Regions from separate parts of the Gossypium hirsutum genome. Here region 1 is linked to region 2. Evidence: chromatin contacts called from public Hi-C data. All regions are on one chromosome and are shown on one strand. Each heading gives the region's core, a stretch centred on a gene start, on an enhancer-like site or on the middle of the called end of the contact. The rest is flanking DNA. Distances are from core to core; before and after follow the strand shown.

The links. Hi-C and Micro-C count contacts between places; a contact is called where the count stands out from the background.
Region 1: a Hi-C map of leaf shows a contact between it and region 2, with 1.8 times the contacts expected there. The contact joins the promoter of LOC121220375 here to the promoter of LOC107886632 in region 2. A contact is called at or near these places in 7 of 34 Hi-C or Micro-C datasets (leaf and petal).

The regions. Positions count from the first base shown.
Region 1 is chrA03:101,704,412-101,707,111 of Gossypium_hirsutum_v2.1, reverse strand. It overlaps LOC121220375 (transcription factor BHLH089), which reads left to right and starts at 1,299. Exons shown (of 6, transcript XM_041100073.1): 1 at 1,299-1,866; 2 at 2,027-2,224; 3 at 2,461-2,526. The coding sequence starts at 1,648.
Region 2 is chrA03:101,569,765-101,572,464 of Gossypium_hirsutum_v2.1, reverse strand. It overlaps LOC107886632 (probable inactive receptor kinase At1g27190), which reads right to left and starts at 1,309. Exons shown (of 1, transcript XM_016810656.2): 1 at 1-1,309. The coding sequence starts at 868.

The DNA.
Region 1 (2,700 bases), core at 50-2,549, 130 kb before region 2:
TTATAAATACTTTAACATACTCTTATTCATAATTTTTTAACCTTGACAGAATTCTTTTATGTTTTTTTTACGACACATGAAAAAAATACTTTTTGACTTTTCAAAAACAAGAAATGGAAAGTTTTTTATTTTTATTTTTAATGTTCAAAGTTTAGAGGGGTGTTCCCTAAATTCAATGGGTTAAAAGTTACATAGGACGATAAGAGATGATGTTTAAGAGTTGTGCAACTATTGAACCGGTGGTAGTGAAAATTCGGCCAAAGAAAGTTTGAACTCTTGGATTGTAAGGGAAAAAGGAAAAGGAATCTATGGGTAGTATCTTTTGCTGGAGGTACCAACCAAAATAGGAATTGATAGTTGAAGGCTTGGAAAATGAGAAGAACCGTAAATAACTTCAATGATGATTTATGTTTCTAGATATTTTGACTATTCCACGACACCAATCTTACTCGGCCTTCTTTACTTCATAACAATCCAACAATAACGAGGTGAACTTACACACACATATATATGCGTCATGTTACATATATTTAGTATTCTTAATGTGGTTAATATTATATGATATTGTGTTGATACTAAATTTAATTTTTTTTTCAGATAAGTATGATAACTATTGTCTTTTCCTCAAAAAAAAAAAACATTTATTATACTAAAATTAGCATGCAAAATTTTCACGATTTTGATAAATTGATTTAAATTTTAAAAAATATAGAATTTTATTAAACTTTTAAAAATATAAATAATAATAATATTTGTAGTTAATAACATAAGTATAAAAATTATATCTTTGATCTTAATTTATATATCTCATAATATAATTTTACACAAAACTTAAAAATTGAATATAATTCCTCCCTCTTTTGTATTATAAAATTTTAATCATAATTTTTCTAATCGTCTTGCAAAATTTGTACAAAAAACTTAACAAATAAATATATCATATTTTAATAAATATACATACCTTTTATTATCAATTTATTAAAATTTTAAATATAAACAATTTAACATATTTTTAAATATTTATATTATAATATATTTAATTTATTATGGTATAATATATAAAAATAATATGGTTGAAATTTGGTTATTTTAAATCATTTCAAAACACAAGAACAGTTAAAATTGAGATTTTATTTCTTCATTAAATGAATCTACTTTTATAGTTGAGAAGCTAATTTAGGGTTATTGTTTAAAAAGAAAGAAAACTGGAAGGGAAATGGCGATGAGTAGGTACTTAATACCTAAACACGGCAATGACAAGAAAATAAATAGCTAAAGATTCCCAAAATTCATACTCATAAACTTTCTAACAAATTGACACTTAATCATTGTTTTTCTAATCATTAATCACATCAGCTTAATTTCCCAATTACTACTAATCAAGTGATACGGTGGATTTAAAAGTGGAATCGGATGGTGGAGAAGCGAAGGAGAGAGAGAGATAAGGGGTTGTGGAAGCATAAAAAAGAATCCTCCCTGTAAACCTCACTGGAAGTTACTTAAGTTCGCAACTCTCGAGGTCTCTTTCTAAACCATCATAGATACACAGTTCGGTAATGAGATCAAACACATTAGAGACAACAAGCAATAAAACCCATCATCTTTCTTCGCTAATAATTTAAGCAAACTTTATCTTTTTGCTGGGTGATGGATCCACCAGCTATGATGAGCGATGGGGGGTACAATCTAGCAGAGATCTGGCAGTATCCCGTGAGTGAATCTGGGTTAAGGAGGGGTCAGTTTGGGAATGTGCCGCCGCCTCATTACGACCACCCCAATCCAGAGGTATCGGGTGGTATGAGGAGAAGGCGTGATGGAGAAGATGAGGCAGCTAAGGTTGTCTCCACCAGTAGTGGCAATGGCGTGGTATTCATTTTCATTTTACTTCTTTCATTAATTGGATTTTGTGATCCTCACTTGCACTATTTCAGATGGGCACCTTTTTATTTTGCTTGACATTTATCTTTCAAGTATTGAAAGGAAATGATTGGAATTAATAGGGCAGTTTTTTTAATAATTTGGGCAGAGTTTTGGTGATGGAAAGAGACTTAAAGCATCAGGATGCAGAGAGGAGAATGATGATTCTAAAGTTGAAGCAGCAGAACCCAGTTCAGGCAAGCCAGTGGAACAAAAAGCTAAACCACCAGAGCCACCTAAACAAGACTACATCCATGTGCGAGCTAGAAGGGGTCAAGCTACTGATAGTCACAGTTTAGCAGAAAGGGTAACTTGCTTTATGATTGTTGAAATCCTTGCAATGTATAAAAACCGAAATTTGATACAAAGGACATGTCTTTGATTGTGAAACTTATATATCTAACCCTTTAATATTTTGTTATCGCCTACTATTTTTTACCATCATTATGCAGTTTTTGGCGTTTTGGTTGAACAAAATTCATAGAATCTGACGTACATGAAGATTTGAATATGTTTCACTGATCCGAATAGTTTGATGGACAGGCGAGGAGAGAAAAGATTAGTGAAAGAATGAAAATTCTTCAGGATCTGGTCCCTGGTTGCAATAAGGTATATAGCAATGAAAATTTTGTAAACTGTCTTGCTACCAACTCTATATTTGTTTATTCAATGTTTTGTGTATAAGAAAAACTAGTCCCTGGTTGCAATAAGTTATATAGCAATGAAAATTTTTGTAAACTGTGTCTTGCTACCAACTCTATGTTTGTTTATTCAATGTTTTGT
Region 2 (2,700 bases), core at 60-2,559:
TCTTGTTTATTGGCTTTTGGAATAACGATACTTGAACAAGGTTATGAGATTTCAGCAGTTCAATCCAACTACTACCATCTTTGCCCTCCACATCGTAACTTTTCTTTCTTTTTTCGCCTGCGCCGGCTCGGAGAAAGAACCACCACCAAATGGCGAAACCGACGATTAACGAAACTGCGGCGCCAGTCACACCAGCTATTATGATAATTCCCAGATTTTTAGCGTTCAATCCACCGCATTTTGATAAGGGTTTCCCACAAAGTCCATGGTTACCATCAAAACCATCTTCCCCGAATCTGGCTAGATCTGAGGGGATGGAGCCAGACAAGTCGTTACCGGCAACGGAAAACCGTTTAAGGCGGTCCAACCGAGCTAGCTCGTAAGGGATCGAACCAGACAATTTGTTATCGGATAAAACGAGGTCGTTTAGGAACTTACAGTCGACAATCTGAAGAGGGATGGAACCAGAGAAAAGGTTACCAGAGAGATCGAGATGAACGAGGTAAGGAAGCCAAGAGCATATATCGCTAGGAATGGGACCGGAGAGAGAGTTGTTAGAAAGATCTAGAATCTGGAGGCTCCGACAGTACTTCAAAGAGTCCGGTAGCTGACCCGACAGCTTCATGGAAGGGAGGTGGAGGCTAATGATTCGGTTTTCCTTCTCATTCCAGCACGAAACGCCGGTGAGCTGGCAAACGGAGGTGGATGAGCGGTTGCTGAAGCTCCAGGTCGAAAGAGGGGAGTCGGCGCCGGTAAGGGATTTTTTCAGTCCTTCAAGACAGGCGATGTCATCTTCGATGGCGAAAGAGAGCAAGAAATTAAAGAGCAAAAGCAAGGATGTCGCCAAAATGAGAATGTTCTTCTTCATGGCTGAGCTGCCGGCGCCGCTTGATGCTCTGCGTTAGAGTTAGGGTTTCTGTTTTCCCTTGTTAAAAGAGGTGAGAGATGACGGTTAGAAGAGGAAACAAAATGGAGGAAGAGGAAGAGGAAGATGAGGGAAATAGGCAGCTGACATTTGACTGTTTGGAGACAAAGAGAAAGAGAGGAAAAAAAGGGGAAAAGAAAGGAGTAGCTAAGCTCAACTCAGCTCAGCAGCTGCTGCTGCTGCTGTTGTTGTTTTAGCTTTTTTGACTGCCAGTTGAAATTTTCATGTTCGACTTTGTCTTTTCCTATTTTAGTAGCCTTTTTCTTGTTGTCTTATAAATTAATTATAATGAAACTTAAGACTTTTGTATATAGATTTAGATTTAGCTATAAAGCGGCACCGTATTGCATGGGGAAGTAGATCAACATCAAGATTTGTTTTGTAAATGCGAAGGTGATTGAGAGGGATGGGGTCTTATTCTGAGACAAATAACATGCTGCCGAGTTTTGGGTCAATTGTGGGCCCATAACCCTATCTCTTTTTCTTTAATAATAACTTTCGGTCCTCTGCTCTTTGTAACGTTATATTATCATTGTGTTGTAAGTTTCAACGTCTTGAATAACGGGAAACGGTTTTCCCTTTTTTTTTCTTTTTTTCTTTTTGGGGGTTAAAATGCGCGTATATACCTCCTGGCTCCTGTATTTAGCTCTTTATTTTTTAAATTTTAAAGTTTAAATTTAACTGTTAATATCGTCAACTTTTTTATTAGATTTTTTTATTGTGACATTTTGAATTAAAAAAATTATTTATTTAGTAATTATGTAATTAAAAATTATTTTAATAAAAAATTAAAAAATTTAATAGTTTAATCAGAATTTTGAAATTAAAAAATTTAAAAAATTAAATTCCAATACACACTAATTTTAAAAAATAAATTGCCTCCCTTTTAATGATAAAAAATAAAAAAGTTGATTATTGCTATAAATAAAGGTTGGGCTGAGTCCATTTAGTAATTAAGAGGCCCAGTGTTGGGTAAATCCCATGGAGGCCGTCAAAGTCACAGATTGTTAGTATATTAATATTTTCTAGCCTTTCCGATTAATTACTATTAAATCAATCAACTAATAAGTTTGGTTTAATTGATTATATATAATGGGACCGAATGTCGTTTGTAGCACTAAGAAAGACGAACATAGACAACCGAAAAACGTATGATATGATGGGAGAATCCCTTGGCGTAAAAGCCTCTTTTTATTAAAAAAGGATGAAAAATCATAAAACTCCATGTAAGTCAGTGGGTGCTCTTTCACAATTGATTGGATTAAATGGAATGAAGTAGTAAAAGTGGCAATGCAATTAATGGTGTAAAGTTTGGACGTTGAAATCCACCATATTTAATCAAAACAATGTTTCTTTCTATAGTCAACCCACTCTCCAAAATGGAATCAGTGTTATGGCAATGTGCTGCCAAATTAGCCTACACGTATCTTTTTACTATATTTTATATTTTATATATTATTGATTTTATATATCTATACTGCTATAAATGAAAAAAAAAACAACAACAACACTAAACAATTACAATAAAAAAATATAAAATTAAAAGTTTAATGTATCTTTTTGAATTAAACTACGCATAATTTGAGGATGTGTGAAGAACACTTTGATACTTGTGAATATTATAGCATCATGTTTGGTCATAAAATCTGTAACTTTATTGTGCACTTTTGAAGTATGACGGATACGAACCTTCTAATTCCTATGTAATAACTTATGAATAGCCCGTAGAAACCACATTATTACTAAAAGCAATTATAAATTTCAAACATGGATAA